Regions from separate parts of the Mus musculus genome. Here all the other regions are linked to region 2. A link is a contact called in public HiChIP or PLAC-seq data. All regions are on one chromosome and are shown on one strand. The core of a region is the stretch at or near the end of the contact, and the rest is flanking DNA. Distances in the headings are between cores, read along the strand shown.

Evidence for each region. HiChIP or PLAC-seq counts read pairs in DNA pulled down with a chosen protein or histone mark.
Region 1: an H3K4me3 HiChIP or PLAC-seq map of the SCID.adh cell line shows a contact between it and region 2, with 9 read pairs. The contact joins the promoter of Pi16 here to the promoter of Srsf3 in region 2. A contact is called at or near these places in 1 of 39 promoter capture datasets (embryonic stem cells), 1 of 15 datasets of contacts at CTCF or cohesin (large pre-B cells), 1 of 484 Hi-C or Micro-C datasets (embryonic stem cells), 3 of 115 datasets of contacts at active chromatin or transcription factors (the SCID.adh cell line, embryonic stem cells and memory CD8 T cells) and 4 of 9 other capture datasets (adipose tissue, embryonic stem cells, liver and 1 more).
Region 3: a contact with region 2 is called in an H3K4me3 HiChIP or PLAC-seq map of fetal liver, with 3 times the contacts expected there. The contact joins the enhancer-like site here to the promoter of Srsf3 in region 2. A contact is called at or near these places in 5 of 39 promoter capture datasets (the 3T3-L1 cell line, the C10 cell line, the HPC-7 cell line and 2 more), 4 of 15 datasets of contacts at CTCF or cohesin (embryonic stem cells, large pre-B cells and pro-B cells), 36 of 484 Hi-C or Micro-C datasets (B cells, the Ba/F3 cell line, CD4 T cells and 21 more), 17 of 115 datasets of contacts at active chromatin or transcription factors (the 230-238 cell line, astrocytes, bone marrow-derived dendritic cells and 13 more) and 2 of 9 other capture datasets (embryonic stem cells and liver).

The regions. Positions count from the first base shown.
Region 1 is chr17:29,317,242-29,321,388 of GRCm38.p6, forward strand. Pi16 (peptidase inhibitor 16) reads left to right here and starts at 1,641. Exons shown (of 7, transcript NM_023734.3): 1 at 1,641-2,150. The coding sequence starts at 1,974. It overlaps Gm46603 (a long non-coding RNA gene), which reads right to left. Exons shown (of 4, transcript XR_003952339.1): 4 at 2,543-4,147.
Region 2 is chr17:29,030,972-29,034,734 of GRCm38.p6, forward strand. It overlaps Srsf3 (serine and arginine-rich splicing factor 3), which reads left to right and starts at 1,689. Exons shown (of 6, transcript NM_013663.5): 1 at 1,689-1,815. Gm16196 (a long non-coding RNA gene) reads right to left here and starts at 1,652. Exons shown (of 3, transcript XR_876716.2): 1 at 1,545-1,652.
Region 3 is chr17:29,508,497-29,512,326 of GRCm38.p6, forward strand. No RefSeq gene overlaps it. Among named protein-coding and RNA genes, the nearest start is that of Gm26885, 19 kb to the left of the region's middle. Within about 2 kb of position 2,420, at least 59 of the 459 cell types and tissues checked have an H3K27ac peak or open chromatin away from gene starts, as enhancers often do. A contact at or near this core is called in the 230-238 cell line, B cells, the G1E-ER4 cell line and 6 more, where this site is marked.

The sequences.
Region 1 (4,147 bases), core at 391-2,890, 290 kb after region 2:
CTGTTTAAAAAGCATTAGCCTGCTGAGCAGTGGTGACTCACGCCTTTAATCCCAACACTTGGGAGGCAGAAGCAGGCAGATTTCTGAGTTCGAGGCCAGCCTGGTCTACAGAGTGAGTTCCAGGACAGCCAGGACTACATAGAGAAACCTGTCTCGAAAAACCAAAAAAAAAAAAAAAAAAAAAAAAAAAAAAAAAAAAGCATTAGTCTTGCTGGCTGCCAAGGAGCTTAGGTTTGGCATCACAGACCGTCCACCACAGTGGGCAACAGAAAGGAAGGCATCAGAGAGCCTCAAAGATAGATGTGTGCAAAGACTGACCAAGCAGCATTTGTATTAGAGGTGAGGGACAAACATCCATCAGAAGGAAAACAAACAAATATCTAATTAAAAAAAAAAAAAAGGTTAGCCTGGGCCAGGCCAAGCGCCTTTAATCCTAGCACTTGGGAGGCAGAGGCAGTCAGATTTCTGAGTTCAAGGCCAGCCTGGTCTACAGAGTGAGTTCCAGGACAGCCAGGGCTATACAGAGAAACCCTGTCTCAGGGGGAAAAAAAAAGATGTATGTATGTATGTATGTATGTATGTATTTATTTATTTATGTATATAAGTACACTGTAGCTGTACTGATGGTTGTGACCCATCATGTGGTTGCTGGGAATTTGAATTCAGGACCTCTGTGCTCTGGTCGGCCCTGCTCACTCCAGTTGACCTGCTTGCTCCACCCTAAAAGTTTATTATTTTATCTAAGTACACAATAGCTGTCTTCAGACAGTACCAGAAGAGGGCGTCAGATCCCATTACAGATGGTTGTGAGCCACCATGTAGTTGCTGGGAATTGAACTCAGGACTTCTGGAAGAGCAGTCAGTGCTCTTAACTGCTGAGCCATCTCACCAGCCCCCGATTTTTTTTTTTTTTAATAATTACACGCTACATAAATTTTGTTCACTCTTAAGCTGTTCCCCCTCCAGTGCTCATAGATGTGTGCTGCCAGGGACTTCAATTCCATGTGGCATGTCCTCTAGAGAACATCTTTTTAAAAACAGAGGAGGAGGAGGGAAGGAGGGGGAGAGAGGAGGGCTGGAGAGATGGCTCAGCTGTTAAGAGCACTGGCTGCTCTTCTGGAGGACCTGAGTTCTATTCCCAGTACCCACATACATGATAGGAACACCATCTATACATGCATCTACCATCTGTAGATCACAACCATCTACAAATGAGTTGATGCCCTCTTCTGCCATGCAGGTGTACATGCAGATAGAGCACTCACATACATTAAGTAAATAAATATAATTGCGGAGACATAGCAATTAGAGAGCAGCTAACCTGGGCTACATAATGAAGAACTTGTCTGAGACAAACGAGAGACCTCCACACCCCCTGACTTCTTTCCTGTTCCTGTGGATATTCATCCTCTTGTTTAGAAGGCTCTCCTGGGGCTGGAGAGACAGCTCAGCAATCAAGGGCGCCTGCTGCTCTTGCAGAGGACCTGGGGTGGGCACTTAATGTTGCTGTCATGACCCTTGCATCATCTCTCCCTCCCTTGCTCTTTCCGTGGTACTGGCAGCTTCCTCATCTTACCCAATCCTGTAGGGGCAGGTCTGTAAGGTTCCTTCTTTGTTCTGTCCTCTGCACTTAGTAGTGACTGAATGCCACAGCACAGCGCTGCAGCTGCTTCTGGAATTGTGTCCCCTGAGGATCTGTCCCCCTCAGGAGGGATGGTGGAGCTCATATAGCCTTTGGCCTGAGCCCTTTACTGAGAGAAAAGGAGGCTGTTGCCAAGGACTCCAGGGGAGTGGATTCTGCTCTGGTCCAGACCCAAGGCACCCAGCCCTCCTGGAGACATTGTGTGAGCCGGGCTGGGCCTCCAGACACAGCCCCTGCTGCCCCACCCCAGCCAGGGTGGTGCTTGTGTGGGAAGGACTTTAAGTCCAGCTGCCAGACCCCTGATCAGGAGAGGCAGAGAGGGCTGGCCACCATGCACGGTTCCTGCAGCCCGTGGGTGATGTTGCCGCCGCCACTGCTCCTCCTGCTGCTGCTGATTGCCACTGGCCCCACCACAGCCCTCACAGAGGACGAGAAGCAAACTATGGTGGATCTTCACAACCAGTACCGTGCCCAGGTGTCCCCGCCAGCCTCAGATATGCTGCAGATGGTGAGTGTGGCTGGGGGCCACCTCCTGGGCCTGAAGGGTGCGAGGCAAGGCCTGCCACAGTCCTTCTCCTCGCCTCCCCGTGGGGATGCTCTGTCAAGACTCCTTCCTCTCTGGTCAGTGACAGAGTCCCTGGTGCTGTATAATGCACTGGTCCCCATTATCAGCCCCATCTTCTAGATGAGAAAACTGAGGCTCAGAGGGAACTTTGCTCAAGCTTAAGCCCTGGCTCCCCACACAGCAGTGGCCTCCTCCTCAACTCTTCTCAAGATGGGGTGTCCTGGAGGGAAGAGGAAGAGGCAGATGAGCCCAGAAAACACTGGAGGGGGAGGGAGCAAGCCTGAAGGACTTTGGGGCCCACAGTTTAGGTGCCCTTTCCAAAACCCGGTCTCGTTTGGGGCGCATCCTGTAACCATGTGGACTCTCTCAGTGTCTCGTCGGTAAAATGGGGTCACAAGCACACCCACACGCATGGGCTGACTCGCACACATGTAATACTACATGCGGTGAAATATAAAAAGCACATATATAACACACATACAAATTATCTACACAACAGTGAGAGGAATGCACAGACAGTGGAGGCCGAGGCTGGGTGCCGGTGGCCAATCTGGCGAAAAGAACATTTATTATCAGATGGCAGGGTGGAGGCAGGATGTCTGCTCTGGTTTCAGCTGATAAGAGTTAGAATCACTCCCATTCTGTCCTCTCTGAAGTCTGACTGGTCCACCCCACTCCCAGACACCCTCCAGTGGCCAGGAACCCCTGAGCTAAGGGCTAGGTCACACCTGGGAAATACAGCAGGGAACCAGGGATCCTGACATTTAGCTCTTAGCCTCAGCTTGTCCCCTGGGGCTTGGTGACTCTGTGGGGAGCCTTTTCCTGGTGGACAGTTAGGTACTGACATCCTTGCCCTTCAGGTCAGATTGGATGACTGTGGGAAATGATCACGGCACCACTCCTGTTGCCCTTGGCAACCAGGAACTGCAGACAAATTAGAAGCCTAGATACTAAGTAGCACTTCTACCTGCGGGGTGGTGGGGTGGTGGTGGTGGTGGTGGTGGTGGTCTCGCCACAGATGGAGCAAGCCCTGCTGCCCCTGGTGACTTTGCTCAGGGTGTCCCCCACCTGGTTAGCACCTGGTCGTTTAGCCCAATCTCTATCTCCACCCTCAGTCTGCCTACACAGTCTTCCCATGTCCCACAGGACCCAGTTACCTGTGGCACTGATTACAGTGGCCACACTCCCTGAGTGACTAACGAACTTGGGGTTCTTGGTTCTTGCTTTCATTCTGGCTTAGTGACCAGGACTACTGAAGGACAGAGTGGACAGACCTACTTCTAGGGAGAGAGGTTGCAACACCACAAACTGTAAGTCCCGCTGGGACTTCAGGCGTAGACTCAGCTTAGAGGTTAGAGCTGGGGCTACTTTGAGCTGGTCTTTCAATCATAACCATCTATTAAAAAGTACCCACTGGGGTGGGGATTTAGCTCAGTAGTAGAGCACTTGCCTAGCAAGCACAAGGCCCTGGGTTCAGTCCTCAGCTTCGGGGAGGTCCTCAGCTGGGGGGTGGGGGAGTACCCATAACACCCAGCACTGTGACAATGGAAATGATGTTACTACCTGTCCTAGAATGGAGCCTATCTGTCTATCCCGGGGTCCTGTGGATCACCCTAGACCCCCTGATCCCCATTTCTGCTCCCAACTGCCCACTGTTGTCAGAGTCTAGGGGACCACCCAGACCAGTGATTTGAAATAAAATGACCAAAGTGGGGCTAGCCAGGTGTTCCTCAAAACACCTGGCCAAGCAACTCAGAGGAGCTGAGTTCCCTCCCCAGAGGCTGTCCTCTTTCGTGCAGGCACTGTTAGGCGTGCACCTGCATTCGCACATACCTAAAAGTAAGTGCAGAATTAATTTTTTAAAATGACCAGAGAGAGAGAGAGAGAGAGAGAGAGAGAGAGAACATCTCATCAAGGCACAGCCCTGGTACTGTCCCCAT
Region 2 (3,763 bases), core at 439-2,938:
GGGACTAAAGGTGTGCGCCACCACCACGCCTGGTGAAATTTTAATTTTTATTTACTTTTTTTTTTTTTTGAGACAGGGTCTCTCTATGTAGCTCTGGCTGTCCTGGAACTATGTAGACCAGACACCTGCTTTCTGCCTCCCAAGTGCTGGGATTAAAGGTAGTCATTACTTTTTTTTTTTTTTTAAAGATTTATTTATTTATTTATTATATGTAAGTACACTGTAGCTGTCCTCAGACACTCCAGTCTGATCTCGTTACGGATGGTTGTGAGCCACCACGTGGTTGCTGGGATTTGAACTCCTGACCTTCGGAAGAGCAGTCGGGTGCTCTTACCCACTGAGCCATCTCACCAGCCTGGTAGTCATTACTTGTTTGTTTTACAAACCAAAAAATTTTGGAACAGAGAATATCACAAGTCATTTAGATACATCAGATTTTTTGTTGTTTTTCAGAAAGTATCTCAAGAAGTTCTTTCTGGCCTAGAACTCACTAAATGTATGAACATAAAGTTCGACTCCTGTTCCCTTGGGCCAAGAGCTGAGATTATGAGGCAGGGAGGAGAGGAAAAAGACAAAAGGACGTTCAAATGAGCCCCATTACTACTATACTAGGCATGTCTAACCCAGAAAGAAAAAAAAAGATCTAGAAGGAAATGAAGTTTTGCTAGAATCTTCTGAAGGTCACAACAAAAACAGGTTTAACAACTGTAGCCTGCACCACAACTCCCTTAGGGGAACAAAAGCATTAGAGTTGTGTCTGAAAAACTGGTTAATATTTTGACCTTTCTTGGAAGCAGAAACAACTAAGTCTCCCCAATAAATCAGAGTAGCCTGAGGGGGGCCAGGCCGAGGATACGTCTGGGAGCTGGAGGCAAACGATGTGGCTTGTCAAACGAGGGTATTCAGCTATCCTGGGGTCTGTGTGTAGAGGCCCAGGGAGACCCACAGGTCTGGCAGCCAGAGCAAAGCCCTTACAAAGGCCGCAGGTGCCCCTCCTAGCATCTGCATGGCGGAGCTGCGTGCTCAGAGCGTAAAGGCAACCTATGCAAAACCTTGCTCTCCTCCTGGGAAAGTGAGCCCTGTGACCGTTTGTCTTGTTTTTTTTTTTGTTTTTTCATGCAGCCTCATCAAGTCGCATTTGCCGCGCGCGCGGTTTGGGCGAGGCGGGAAAGCGAAAGTTGAGCAAACTTTGCAGGCTCTACCCTGCATCGGGGCGCAGACCGGGCACCGTGGGGTACCAGTTAAGTCGCCCAAGCTCGGTGACCTTGAGAGCGACTATAAGGCTCCTTAGTCTGCGATGGATGCCCCACAACGAGGAAGCAAGCGTCCATGTTTCACTCTGACCCGAGCCCGCGGCTGCAGCCGCCATCGCCCGGGATTAATGGCGGCAGAGTCTGGACAGCTTTATTCGGCTGCAGCCTAGGCGGAAGTGGAGGAGAGGGGGCGTCTGCGCGGCTCGCGGGGATGGCCGGGCCGAGCGCCGCATCTGCGGGACAAGCCGGCACGCGGCGACGAGCTCGCGCCACCGCGCGTACCCCACCCACCTGACGGAACGGCCGGCGCGCGCTCCCAGTAACCGCGGTTTCTCGCAGCGTTTGTAGCGCTTACGTCACAGCCTGCGCCGCCTCTGATTGGGTGATCTGGTCAGGTCATGTGGCAGAGCAGGGTGCTATAAATAGGGCGAGGGGACGGTGGTGGTCCGCCATTTCGTGACGCCGCGAGACCGAGAATCTGTAGGAGCAGAACCAGAGGGAAGCGGGTGGGCCTGTCGGAGCGTTAGGATTTGAGCTTGGGCCTTTTGAACCCAGGATCTCGGTAAGGGACCGGCGAACGGAGGGAGGGAGGTGGAGGGAGGGAGGTGGAGTTCCGCAGACTCGAGGTGGGGCCGGGCGCAATGGCGGCACCAGATTGAGACAAAGGGGCGCCGCCGCCATTTTGTGACTTTCGGTCCCGGGCGGCGGCTGGGGCCCCGGGCAATGTTGAAGATGCTTCCAAGTCTGTAAATCCCGGACTTAATCTTTTGTCCTTTGGAGGAAGGCTCGGAGAGGGATTGCTCCAGGCTGGGGTGTGGCCGGCGTGTGTGTGTGTGTGTGTGTGTGTGTGTGTGTGTGTGGGGTAGATCTCTAAATGAATTCTCCACGTCGCGGCCTTTAGTTTGATGGCGCCTTTTTCTTCCTTGCTCCTGGTTTTCTTGGTATAGTGTCTTGAGGACTTTGTATATATTTTTTAAGACAGGTCTTTTCGTATTTACTGAGCCCCTACAGTCTCATCTTTTTTTTATGCCGACTTGGTGTTTGCTTTAAAAATCTTTTCTAATGAGGCTGCGTTTCTTAATGTAAATCATAGTTCACTTTGAGTTGGGTTTTTCTTTGACCTATTTGCTTTTAACAGGTGTGAAAACCGGGGATGGATGAGTTTCATTTGTCTTTTTGTTTGTTTTTTTAATTTTCGCGGAATGGCTTGGTCGCTCAACTGAGTCTTGGGCACAGGGTGGGGTCACGGCAAAATAGGGTTAAATTTTTTAGTTTGATAATAGTCGGTTTGAACATTATGGTGTATAGTAGGGAAGACACTTAAATGGCTTATTAAGTAGGGTTTTCATTTCGGAAGTGTGAAGTTGAAGACTTACTGAGTGTATGTCCTCAAGGTTGTATGTTGTATGTCCTTTTAGTAAAGATTCTTTTACGCAGGAGTTTAGGGTGCACGGTGCAGGCCACTACATGCCTAGCAGACCTCAACATTTACTTTTATGCACTTTTTACTAAAAGACGGGGGGTCACTAGCAAACTTCATAACTGTCATTCCTCTAGCCTGTTGAGCCACAAGCATGCTTGCCTTCCTAGCTATGATAGTTTTGTTGTGGAACCTTTGTGTGGTTCCAAGATATTTATTTTTGTTTGTTCCTGAGACAGTTCTTGCTGTAAATCAGGCTGGCTGTCTTGGTTTACTCAACTTTTTTAGATCTGGTCTCCAACTCATCATTTCCCTCCTCCTTCAGAGTGCTGGGATCAAAGGTGTGTGTGTGTGCGTGCGCACACCACCTTCCTGATGCACTTAGTTTTTGAGACAGGGTAAGTTATGCTTCAACTTCTGCATTCCTTTTTCTGTAGTGCCGGCCTTCTCAGAATTCCCTGCCTCTCCTTGGGATTTCTTTTAAGTGTCTGGATTTTCCATTTCAAGCATTTCACATGTAGGGAATTGTAATGGCCTTTTCTGGTTTTAGAATGTTTTCAAGACTTTTAAACTTAGTAGTAGACAGTATATTCCTGAATACTGTGTCACATTCTAGATCTCCATCTCCTGGTAGTCATTTAGATTGGCACAGCTTTCACTATTGAGAGCAGTGCTGTAGTGAGGCTTTGACATGTTTTTCATTGTGTCTGTAGTTCTGGGGATTAAGTTTCAGTTGCATGCTAGACAAGCTCCCCACCACTGAACCACATTGAGACTTGAATATATGCTTGGAAAACAAATGGAGCCAGGTGTGGTGACTCACAGTTGTCTTAGTCCTTGAGAGCCAGGCTAGCCTGGCCTATCTACAGTGAGACACTTTTCTTAGAACAATAGCACATGGTTTGGCTGCTTGGAGAATTTTAACTGCTTATTAGAGAAGTGTTTAGAAAAAAGTGGTATTAGTGTTAAGACAGTAAAGGAAATTTTTGTGGCAGTGTATCTTGGAAGTATTTGATTGCGACAGGACTTTAACTGTAGCCCTGCCTGGCCTCAAACTTGTGATTTTTTTTTTAAGATTATTTATTTATTC
Region 3 (3,830 bases), core at 1,170-3,669, 480 kb after region 2:
ACCTCCTTTCTTTTCACCCCCCCTCCCCACCCCCTCTGTCTATGTAGCCCTGGCTATCCTGGGACTGTCCCTGTAGATCAGGCTGGCCTCGAACTCACAGGTTCCATCTGCTCTGCCTCCTGAGTGCTGGGATTAAAGGGGTGTGCCACCAAGCTTGGCCTGCCCTTGTTTTCCCCCCACACTTTAAACAAACCTCTTTCTTTATCCTATATATTTGTATCTGCCTGCATGTATCAGATTCCATTACAGATGGTCGTGAGCCACCATGTGGTTGCTGGGAATTGAACTCAGGACCTCTGGAAGAGAAGCCAGTGCTCTTAACCTCTGAGCCACCTCTCTAGCCCCCTCAGGTTTTATTTTGTTTTGCTGTTTTATCTTTGTGTTTTGCTTTGTTTTGTTTTTGTTTTTGCAACAGGGTTTCTTGTGTAGTTCTGGCTGAAACTCCCTCTGTAGACCAGGCTAGGCTCAAACTGAGAGATTTGCCTGCTTCTGCCTCCCAAGTGCTGGGATTAAAGGTGTACACCACCCCTGCCCAGCCAGGGGCACTATTCCTGAGGGGGAGTGGGAATTGAGCGGAGCCGCTAGACTCACAGCTGGAAGCCCCGGAGTACAGGTGTGTTGTGAGCAGATGTGCCTGACAGTCAGAGGCGGAAGTCAGGTGGCTTCTGTGACCCATGACCTCATTCCCTTGAGACAGGGTCTCTCAGAATCTCAAGCTAGCCTTGTAGTCCCAGCAATCCTCCAGACTCTAACCTTCCCTTCCTTCCATATGGCGATTACTGGTGATTTTTTTTTTAACCTGGCTCTTTAAGTGAGCTCTGCAGATTTTCACGCAGGTTGTCATGCTTGTGCAACAAGCACTCTTGCCCGCAGAGCTACCTCCCAGCCTGTGCCTCCCAGCCTGTGCCTCCCAGCCTGTGCACGAATTCTGTTTGGAAACTTGCTGCGTCACTGATCTGCTGTGGACAGAATGGGGTTCCATCCACGGATAACAGAGAATGTTCTAACACAGCTTCACGGTGTCCTGGAGCCATGAAACGAGCTCCTTTTGTATGCCTCTTCCTTCCTTCCTTTCTTCCTTCCTTCCTTTCTTTCAAGATTTATTTATTTAGTGTATAGGAGTACACTGTAGCTATACAAATGGTTGTGAACCTTCAAGTGGTTGCTGGGGAATTTAGGACCTCTGCTTGTCCTCTCAGTCCCTGAGTGCTCTGGCCCAAAGATTTATTTATTATAATAAATAAGTAAAGATGGTTGTGAGCCACCATGTGGTTGCTTGGGATTTGAACTCAGAACCTTCAGAAGAGCAGTCAGTGCTCTTAACCACTGAGCCACCTCTCCAGCCCCTCTACACTCCTGGTTCTTATAAGGTGGTTCCACTTGCACATCTCTGGGCTAACTCCTAACTTCTCACAAAGCCCTTCTGCACTCCTGTTTCCTATAAGTCCACCCCACCCCAGCACCTCTGGGTTCTCTCCCAGCCTGTAGCCTTCCTCTTAATAAATTCTATCCATCCTAGTTCCGGATTCCTCACCAGCCACTGCCTCTACCCCAGGCCCCATCCCCTCATCACCCTGCCTTGCTTAGGCTATTGCAGATGCAGCTCCTGACTGGTTTGTTCTGTGTACCCTAAGCACCCTACAGACAAGCCTCTGCCAAGACACTTAAGGGGGCTTTGTTGTTTGGGTTTTTGAGACAGGGTCTCACTGGCTGGCTGGCCTGGAACTCGCTCTGTAGACCAGGCAATAGATTCATAGAGATCTGTTTTCATCCAAGTGCTAGGATTAAAGGCACTAGACAGCCACTATTCTTGGGCTCTTGTTTGTTTGGAGACAGAGTCTCATGTATCCTAGGGTAGCCTAGAACTTTTTTTTTTTTCCAGCACAGGGTTTCTCTGTGTAGCCCTGGCTGTCCTGAAACTCACACTGATAACGAGGCTGGCCTCAAACACACAGAACTCCACCTGCCTCTGCCTCCCCAGTGCTGGGATTAAAGGTGTACAGGACCACCACCCAGCCGCCTAGAATTTATTTATTTATTTCTTCCTAGCATTTAGAGGATTTGTGGAATGGAGCAGGGTGGTTGGAGGTGGAGGGAAACTAAGGTAGCTTTTGGTCTGTACATGGTAAACCAACTTCACTGCTCTTGGTAGGAAGTGTGGGCTTTTAGCGTGCTAGAAGTAAGGGTGGAGGTTTGGTTAGCCAGAGTCAAAGGTCACCCACAGGTCATAACACGCAGCAGTCAGGGGTCAAGGATGTCAGTCTACCTGAGCTATCTTCAAGTTCCTGAAAAAAAAGAAAAGGAGAAGAGGAAGACAGATGAGGTAACTGTCATTGATGTCACATCAGAACGTGCAGGGCTGCGCTTCACTTAGCTCAGTGACCTTGGAACTCCTGGTGTGAGCGACAGGCGGAGAGGGAATGACCCTTGAGGTCAGAAGTTAAGACCGTTTGTGGTTAGTGTGCCTTAGTTCCTGTGAGAACCCAGGCCCTCTCACCTGAGGTCGACTCTCTGGCCAGCTGACTCTGAGAGGAAGTGCCTTCTAAGTCGCTTTCTGGTTATTGGTAGGATCCAACTACTTGGGGACTGATGTTTGCGAACATTAGTGAATGAAAAATTGAAAATAAGACTGAAGAGATTAGCTCAGCGGTTAAGAGCACTGACTGATCATCCAGAGGTCCTGAGTTCAATTCCCAGCAACCACATGGAGGCTCACAACCATCTGTAATGGGACCCGATGCCCTCTTCTGCTGTGTCTGAAGAGAGCAATGGTGTACTAATATACATAAAATAAATAAATAAATCTTTAAAAAGAAAATAAAAAATAAAGAAGATACCAGTGTTCGTAGGTATGGTGGAAGAGGAGGTTTATTGTAGATGCGAGGGAGAGAGCCAGCAGCTGGGAAGTCCTGGAGAGTCCAGAGTGAACAAGACCTGGCCCTGGGAGGAGAGGGGAGCAAAGGGGAACAGAGGGCTGGAAGAGTAAGGCCAAGTTTCCAAAATGGCTGCGCTATCTAGGGAAGGCAGCTGGGGAAGAACACCCCAGCCTCTGGGCTGGAGAAATTTAGGGTATGCCAGCCATGCCCTGTAACAGGCAGGGACTGAGGGATGCTGGGAGAACCTGGGGCCAGGGTTGCTTTGCTATGTTAAATAGGCACCTCTGGTAGTCATTTGTCCTGGGTTTGAGATCTAACTATAAGTTCCCAGCCAAAGGAACCTCTCTGTAGGGAGACTACCAACTCTGGGGCTCTGTCTTGGTACCACCAGCACTGAAGTCTATACGGTGTTAACAAGAGCTTTTCAGGTGGTGAGAGCTTAGTGGATAAAGATACTTGTGGTCAATCCTGGAACTTGTGTGGTGGAAGGAGATTTCCATATGTGCTCCGCAGCACACTAGTTCTTCCTAGCAAACAAAGAGATGTCATTCATATATATATATACATATACATATATATATGAATGACAGGGTTACACTGTATAGCTTGGCTGGCCTGAAACTATGTAGAATGGGCTGGCTTTGACTGCAAAAAGGCCCTGGGTGTGCTTCTAATTCTAGAGCCCTGGAATTAAAGGCAGGGGCTCCAACCTAGTCAAGACTAATTTATCTATTTATTTATTTATTTATTTATTATTTATTTACTTTGGAGACAGGGTCTCTCTGTGTAGCCCTGGCTGTCCTGGAACTTTCTCTGTAGACCAGGCTGGCCTCCAACTCAGAGATCTGCCTGCCTCTGCCTCCCAAGTGCTTAATATTAAAAGTGACTTAAAATAAGTCACCATCCAGTGACTTATTTTATTTTATTTTAAAGATTTACTTATTTTATGTATGT